2 separate regions of the Sus scrofa genome follow, and region 1 is linked to region 2. A link is a contact called in public Hi-C data. All regions are on one chromosome and are shown on one strand. The core of a region is the stretch at or near the end of the contact, and the rest is flanking DNA. Distances in the headings are between cores, read along the strand shown. Region 1 holds the start of XPO1 (exportin-1). Region 2 overlaps LOC106509808 (a long non-coding RNA gene).

Evidence for each region. A called contact is a pair of places that touch in the nucleus more often than the background predicts.
Region 1: a contact with region 2 is called in a Hi-C map of skeletal muscle, with 5 times the contacts expected there. The contact joins the promoter of XPO1 here to the enhancer-like site in region 2. A contact is called at or near these places in 1 of 5 promoter capture datasets (liver), 7 of 47 Hi-C or Micro-C datasets (heart right ventricle, liver, psoas muscle and 1 more) and 1 of 2 datasets of contacts at active chromatin or transcription factors (skeletal muscle).

What each region holds. Positions count from the first base shown.
Region 1 is chr3:80,252,176-80,256,831 of Sscrofa11.1, reverse strand. It overlaps XPO1 (exportin-1), which reads right to left and starts at 1,816. Exons shown (of 25, transcript XM_021087484.1): 1 at 1,003-1,816.
Region 2 is chr3:80,095,373-80,099,519 of Sscrofa11.1, reverse strand. It overlaps LOC106509808 (a long non-coding RNA gene), which reads right to left. Exons shown (of 4, transcript XR_002342701.1): 3 at 1,400-1,470. Among named protein-coding and RNA genes, the nearest start is that of FAM161A, 140 kb to the right of the region's middle. Within about 2 kb of position 2,794, at least 2 of the 83 cell types and tissues checked have an H3K27ac peak or open chromatin away from gene starts, as enhancers often do. A contact at or near this core is called in skeletal muscle, where this site is marked.

The DNA of each region.
Region 1 (4,656 bases), core at 567-3,066, 160 kb before region 2:
GGTCAAAAAACAAGTCGCTACAAGGAGAAAGACTGCTACTTTAGGTGTGTGGGCAATTGCCTGCTTCATTCAGTAGAAACACACCTCACTAAGGCCCGCCCTCCCCTCTCTTCCCACCCGAACCGATCCGCAGCACTTCTAACTATAGCATACTGGAGCACGCACTCACCCCGCCCATACTCGGAGGAGGCATTTAGACCAGGCGCCTGAAGTTCACCGCCCCATTCTCAATGCAGCATGGCCTCTGCGTGATCAGAGGTCCGTGCTGGGCAGATCTTTAATGCTTCCTCTAGTACACCGCTTCCTTCCACCCACCCCAAACTCAGACATCGGAATGAAGCAGAATCAGGATATTGTCCACTGTACAGCGCCAGCAGTAAACGTTTTGATCACTTAACACACTCAAGTCCGTGAAAGCAAAACTACAGCATGGAACCTCACCTGCAGATTCCCCCCCCCCAAAAAAACCAAATAACCTTCCCTACTTTTAATCCTACTTTGCAAAAACCCAAAGATTCTGAGTTTCCCTGCAGGAGGAGCAGGCATCAGCCCCTCCCTCCCGCGATCCCAAGCTCTCCACCGAGGGGCCACGTGATGCAGGCGGACGTTTCAATGCTGCTGCACTAAATATTTCTGGAAACTTCCACTCCTAATAATTTCCTGAGATGTTCCTGAAATCACCCTAACTTCTCCCCGGCCCCTTGGGCTGGGGAAGCCCTTCCACTCCCGCGCCGGGCCCCACTTCACTATCACGCTCCTTGCCTTCCTCCACCGCTACCCGCACACGCGAATGACCCAAGCAAGCGCTCCCCTCCCGCGGCCGCCTCCCCGCCTCCATCCCCCAGCGGCAGAAGCGGCTCCATTCAATCGCAGGCTGTGCTGTGGGCCCGCCGCCGCCTCCCCGGCTCGTCTCCCGCGGCCGCCGCCGCGCCCCACACCAGCCTCCTCCCGCCCGGCCGCGCCGCCGCCCGACCCTCGGCCCCGAAGACACAGTCGACTTACCCAGAGATTGAACCAACTGCTTCTTCCTTCCTTGTCGGGGGATTAGGGCGAGGGAAGATGGGGAGGGGGGGAAGAGGGGAGGAAATCAAGGTGGGTTTCACAGTTTCCCCACCTTAAAAAAAGAAATTAAAAAAAAAACGAAGGCGATAAGGGCAAAAAAAAAAAAAAAAGCTCAATATTTACTATCTCAGGGACACCTCCCCCCGACACACACACCCACCCTCCCCCCCAAAAAAAGAAGGGGAATTAATATGTGGAATAAATGCTCCCGCCTGGCTGGGGCGTGAGGGAAGGGGGAGGGGAACCGGGTCAGGTCCCAAAGATTCAGCCCCAGGGGGACCCTCCAGCCACAGGCGGCAGCAGGAGCGGCAGGAGTAGGGGGTGTAGAGTCCACACGGTCGGGGGACGCTCTGCTGCCAGTTACAGTCCGACTCCCCCCTACCAAAATACGGCTCCCTCTCTCACGCGGCTCCGGTGCTGGGCCCCCCCCACCCAGGCTCGCCTAAACTTTCCCCCCTTCTCTTGCTCCTCAGCGACTGGTGGTTCCCCCCTCCCCCTCTGGGTGGTTGCACGGACTGCAGCAGCAAAGACTGGAACAGGCACCGCCGCCGGGGCTGTAGCTACTGTTGCTCTTGCTGATGCTGTAGCTCCCGCTGCTCCTGCCGCGGCCGCTGCAGCCGCTTCTCCCCCTCCTCCTAGTGCCTCAAACTCGGAACCGGTTGAAACCGGTTCAGACTGGGAGATTCCATCTCGGTTGAGTTTTCAGCCCATGGCGCCGCGGAGCGTTTGGAACCTGGGCCTCCGCCCCCAGTCCGCTTGCCCATTGGCCGCTTCCAGCCATAGCCGCGCCATCAGCCTACCTCCTATTGGTCATATCGCCCATCAATCTCTGCTCTAGGCTCCACACGAGCCCGCCGCTTCGGCCCCCGCCTCTTTCCAGCAGCGATTTGCCCGCAGAGTGGGGGAAGGGAAGTGGGGCGGGTCGCAAAGGAGCGAGGAGGGGGGGTGGAAGAGGAGAAGGTGGGACGAAGAGCTAAGCAGAGCAGAGTAGAGAGCGAAGAGAAGCCGCGCGGAAGATTGGTTCGAGAGGTCTGTCAATCAAATATAGCCCGCCCTCAACTTCCCGTCCTCCTCCCTCCGCTCCCCCTCCCAGGGCTTAGCCCGCAGGCCCGGCCTTTCCGGCCCGTTCATTGGCTGGGCGCCTTTGGTGACGAAGCGGGTGGGGCGCAGCTCGTGAGCTGGTGGAGGCGCGAGTTTAAGCGCGGCGCGCGGCCGCCTGCGTCCGCTCGGCTACTCCCGGACTCGCGTTGGTCGGCCCCCGCCGGCTCCCGCCTAGCTGCAGGGCCTTAACCCGCAGTGGTCGGGACCTGTCCCCCACCCATCGGATGGGGGCTGTGCAAAAACTAGGGCACACCCAGTTTTTTTTTAATCGGAGAGGGGCGGGGTGGAAAAAAGGAGCGAAAACAACACAACGGAGGCCAGTCGTAGGCCCCAGACCGGGTTTGGGGCCGAGATGTTGAGAGGTTGGGGTGAGGTATGGGGCACGCTCCCTTGGCGCCTCTTACTCCTCTCCGAGACGTGGGAAAGTTACCTAAGTAGTTCTTGGGCAAGTCTCCTTCAAATTTTAACTCGCCGTCTCCCCAGGTTGGAATTTGGCTGCTTCAACAACCAATTCTTCCTAAAAATTAAGACACTGTAATCCCTGTAATTGGTTTAACATCCTGTGCTTTTTGCTGGGTAAGCTTGAGTGCCAGCTGCCCTTGATCTTCCTTTACCTTCGCTTTTTCCTTTCGGGTAGTTACCCTTCACAAATTTCATCATCACCAAGTAGTATTTTCTATGAAAGTCACACGCACGTGGCCCTTCACATGGTTGTCTCTCTTGTCCGCAAGTGCCCTCCAAGTAAGCTTTACTGATTGTTCTTTGCTGAAGAAACAGCAAGCAGCCCACCAACATTTAGTAGGCCCATTGTGCCACCAAGAGGTTGATAAATGGTTTATTAAATCACAGTTTTCTTCAGCAAATTCTCACTTACAGTGGACAAAGGCTAATACCCAAACACTGCTTAAGAGTAACTCTCTCACCCTCCAATAGGTTTGCCAAAATGATGTTGGATTACTTTGAGACCTAAGATTTTTTATTCATTGCTTAGCTTGAATGGTATCAAACCAAACTGTATTATGTATGTGACGAATACACTGATCATCTGGAATACTTACATCCTATTACAGGACTGTCCTGTTTTTTAAAAAGTTTTTCCTCCACATTTTCAGCTCTTGCACCAGGCCACTGATTTTTTTAGATGCCAGAACAATGAATAAAAATCGACTGGTTTGTAAGACCTGGCTTTGCTGAGAATGTGACCTTGGGCAAGTCTCTTGACCTCTTTGGGCCTCAGTTTCCTTTTCACTCATTAATGAGACTCATATCATCCATGCCTGTCTCATCTGTATAGAGATCAAATGGGTGTGAAAGAGCAGTGTGGCCCATAAAGCACTAAATAGTCCCAGTTTTCTGTCCTCTTCTTTAGCTCTTCTCGTCTTTAAGTCATATCCCCTAGGAGATCATATCTCTCTGGACCATAGTTAATCAGATGTAAACATTTAGCCCATTATTTTTGCCTAGAGTTAGCCAAAATGGAGTATTCAATATAAACTTATTAACAAGCGCAAAATGAAGTGACTGGAGGAGATAATTCTGTATGATCACTGTGTTTTCAGAATCAATTTCAGAAAACATGTCTGACATATTTAAAATCCTTTTTACATTATCTCCATTTGTTGGAAACAAGACTTCAAAGGTTGAAGTGGGCCATGAATAAGGAAATGTTAATAAACTGTATCAAATGCCTGCCTGCTTGTCTAGCCCTCTGTTAGAGACCTTTCTCAACAATTTTCAATGAATTCTTAACAGCAGCAATGTGAGGTAGTTGTTCTTTTTCAGATCTTGCTCCTGCTTCCTCCGGACCCTCTATTACATGTACTGATGCATTCACACCACCCCACAACAGTTGAGTCAATTTAGAACCCATTTGTGTTCTTTTTACTAGTCCACATTGTCTCACCAAACAATGGCATTCCTCAGAAATAAAAGAAACAGAAACTCACAAATTCCTTTTTACTACTTGCCACTTATTTCTATTAAAATCTCTTTAATTGAAAAACTAATACATGATCATGTTTAACAATTCAAACAATAGAGAAAAGTACCTACAGTAAAAAGTAAAATCCTGGAGTTCTGTCGTGGTGCAGTGGAAAGGAATCTGACTAGGAACCATGAGGTTGTGGGTTCAATCCCTGGCCTTGCCCAGTGGGTTAAAAATCCAGAGTTGCCGTGAGCTGTGGTGTAGGTTGCAGACGTGGCTTGGATCTGGGGTTGTTTGGCTGTGGTGTAGGCCAGCAGCTACAGCTCTGATTAGAACCCTAGCCTGAGAACCTCCATATGTCGCTGGTGCGGCCCTAAAAGGACAAAAGACAACAACAACAAAAAAGTACTCTTCATGTGCACCCCGCCCTCCCCATTCTTTCTTTTGCCCAGGGATAATCATCATTAAGAGTTTGATGTGTACGCTTTAAGATATCTTCTATGCATTACAGATATACTTGCTTTGTGTTTTCTTCAACATATAGGACATCATACTATATATATTATTTT
Region 2 (4,147 bases), core at 1,545-4,044:
CTGGAAGACAGAAGGCTTCTAGGGTCCTGGTAATGATCTCTTTCTTAGTCTGGGTTTCATGTGTGTGATCATTTCATAAAATTTTATCAAGCTCAGTTTTGATTTGTGAACTTTCATGTATGTATGCTATATTTCTTAAACAAAATTTTTTTTTTGGCAGCACCTACGGCATGTGGAAGTTCCTGGGCCAGGACTGAACCCATGCCACAGCAGTGACCCCAGAGGCTGCAGTTGACGGGATGCTGGATCCTTAACCCATTGTGCCACAAGAGAACTCTGCTGTATTTCTACTTTTAAAGTCTTAAGTCTCTGCATTTGTCCTCTAAATAGCCTTCAAAAAGAACTTTAGTTTGAATTTTGAAACTCAAACCCTAGATGGGGATAGTCGCATACTCAAAGAACAATTTGGTGATACACACATAAAGTCTCATGGACGTATAAACCCATTCCTAGAAATTTATTGTACAGAAAAGATCACACAAAGTCTTAAGTACAAAGATATTCATCATTACACTGTTTAAGTAATGAATATTCAGAAGCAACCTACATTTCCATCAATGCAGGACCTGGTAAATAAATTATGGTACAGCCATACCATGGAATACAATGAAATGGTCTTATAAAAAATAACGATGGAAATCTATATTTAATGGCACAAGAGGATGTTCATGATACAGCATTTGTAAATGAAAAAAGTGACACAAAAATATATTCAATATGAGTCCCAAAATGTAATAGGGCATGTTTTTATACTTAGAAAATGGATTTTGAGTATTTTTACATAAAATATTAACAGTGGTTATCTTTGGACAATATATTAACAATAATTATTATTTATTTTGTAGTTTCTAAATATTTACAATGAAAATTTAATACCTTCTAGTCAGAACTCTTCCCCCACACTATTTAAAAATAAATAAATTCATCTATGTTTTAAAATGAGTAATCAATCTGTCACTCAGGGTTCACGCTAAGCATCTATAAAGAGCAGAACTTTGTGTTAGCTCTCTATAAGAATTAAAAAATAATAATCTAAGAGGATAAACCTTGGGAATTTATCCTCTTAAAGATTTAAGACTTAGACACACATAGAATTGGAGAATTAGTTTCTAGTCAACAGTCAGGTTATGTATGAGATCCTTTAGCGTAGGGAATTAAAGCTTACTCATCTACGTACATCCAGGGTTTCTGCATCACCTGGAATATGATACTGGAGTTCCATATGTATTACTTACCCAAATAAAGGAATTAGTGAATAATAAAGTTTTAAAATGAATGCTGGGTGAATATAAGGATTTGGGATGAGGGATGGTTACAGAATTGGCAATGTCGCTCATAATCATGTTTCAGTTACAGTTTATAAGGTGATGACTCTCGAATCCTTACCTCCTGCCCTTACCTCTTTCATGATTTCAGACAAATATTTATGACAGAAAACTTGATGTTGACACTTGGATCTTCCAAAGAAACCTGCAGCAAAACATGTTCAAAGTTTGAACTCATTTTCCCACTAACCCTGTTCCTCCTCCTCACTGCTAATGCCGCTCAGACCAGAATCTTAGCACTCATCTTGGACTTCATCCTCTCTGTCTTCACATTCAGTTTGTTACTAAAATCTTGTTATTTCTATTATTCCTCAATAATTTTGGAATTTGTATTTTCCTCCCCTCTGGTTTCTTCTTTCTGGCCACCCTTACTTTCCATCTTCTTTGTCATCATCAAACTGATTTTTCTAAAATGCAGGTTTAATCATGATCCTCTTCTCCTCAGGATTGTCTAACAGCTCCTTGCTGCTGTAAGATAAAACCCATACTCCTTGGTTAGCCTGGCTACAAAGATTTCCACAACTGGGTCCTGTCTACCTCACTTATCTCCTCACAAGCCTGGGAGCTCCTGGTGGTGGGGTATTTTCTTCTTCATCATTCCAGCGCCAAATGCAGTTCTTTTAAAAACCCAATAAAGTTTCCCTAAATGAGTAAGTGAAGAGATAGGACCTGAAAATGGGCTTTGAAGTTTGGGCTTGGTGAATAGAATATGTAGAATCTAATCTGGATTCTTCAAACAATTATTAGGTTTATTGATGAAAGATATTCCTTGTCATTAAATTTCATAAATCCATAATCTCCTAGTGCTTAGCACATAATAGGTATTCAATAAATACTGGATTAATTAATAAATAAATTGATGAATGGTGTTGTGTATTTAGCCAAAGGAGCATTTCTTTTGGGAAATGTAGTGCTCAATTAACTACAGAGCAATTTATTGGGGAAGAGATGAAAACTCCATTAATTCTTTGTGATGAGGCTACTATGCTGGCCAGATACCTGATCAAACAGACTGGGCCTGAAGGCAATTTAACAGAACACATTTCTTACTGACTAGAATAGGGACCTGCTGTTGGAGAGGACACCTGTCTTCCTGAGGTCAGCAGCTCCAGCATTAGATTGAATAACTGTAACCAGATCTGGCTACAGGTGCTGCCAGAACAGGGATATCCCAAGGCGTTGTTACTGGATGCTAATTTTGGATAAATACCTCTTGGAATGGCTTTAAGTCTTTCAAAATGAAGATTGTATGCTCTAAGAAGTCATAAATATTACTGGAGTTTCCATTTTTGGTGGATAGTTAAACTCATTTTTTAGAGTTGGAACATGTAATGGACATGCCGACATATTAATACTTATATTGAGGTTTGGAAATCAAATATTTTACAAGGTCCTAGGAACTGGTTTGCAAAATAGTGTGTTATGAAAAGTGACCCTAGTGCAATATGATCACTCCCTTCGGAGAACATGCAAGTAAATTTAGTTAGTTAAAGCTTCTGCCAGCGTGATTCTAGCCCAGAGAATAACAAGGATATCTTCAGCTGCCAGTTGCTCTTATCTGCTGCTTCTCCTGATGCCTAATTTGGAGAAACTCCATTTTGCTGCAGGTTCAAGTCTCTGGGTTATCTTATCCCTGGACTTTTCTCCATCTGTTTGTTTCTATGGAGCTTTCGAGGAAACTCAGTGGTACATCATAGAGTGTCTTTCACTCAAAATACAAAGGGTAACCTGGTAAAAATATCAATAGTCAAGACTTCATAAAGCTTTTTTTTTTCCCTTGATAGGAAGGGTATTAATCAATCTTATTAGTTAAATGAAGAGACTAAAACTTAATAATAACCTTGACTAATCTTCCATCATTAAGCAGGAATGTGCCTAACTGCTTTCTACTGTCATGCCACCATAAAATGACTTTTCTTGCTTCCAGTTTAAGTAGCTAGAAACTTCATCAAATAAAGCTTAAATCTTCAATTGAGATAATTTTATTTTGACCCTCTGGGGCAGAAAATGGAGAAACAAAAAGGAAAGTAGCCAACTTATTCATCCTGGTCACCAAGAGGTGGGAAAGATTTCTCCAGAGACGACAGGATATCATTTACAGTTCTCTAAAAAATTAATCAGGCAATTTTATTTTTAATGATTCTGCAATCTTAGTGTAGTGGCTTTTATAGCCCTGAGCTGTGTGTTTAAAAGCACATCAAAATGTCAAAGTGGGCCTCTATACATCACCCCTTCCTGCTATTTTAAAATTAGTTCCTTTCTTAATTATTTTCAGACTTACAACTTCATATGAACACAATCTGAAATACCCCAGAGTAGTTATGAGCAAAACTGGTTACCTGGTACACTGCAAATGCAGTCACGAGCAAATGCAGCCTGGCTGGAGTTTGGTGCCTATGAATATTCATAAGAGGCAAGTATCCTAGTGATTAAAAGCACCAGCTCTGGAATCTGATAAACTGGGTTTGAGTCCTGGGTCCCCTGCTCACTAGATATGAGACTTAAGCAAGTTACTTAAAACTCTCATTGGTTAAAAGGGAATAATAACAGCACCTACTGAGCAGCAGCAGCAAAACATTACACCTACAAGATTCTGCAAGAGGTTCTAAGGATTCAGCAATGTTTAAGATATGTATTCCATCCTTCCCAGGCTGATCCCTTCCCAGAGAAGGGATACATATACACATATGTAATAAGTTGAGACACACAGCTCTGAGTGGGTGAATGGAAGGTTTGTTGAGGTTTCTTGGCCTCGGAAGGACAGGATACAGATATGCTGACTACAAGACTGGGTGCATTCTTAGGGCTGCCTCGCAATTGCA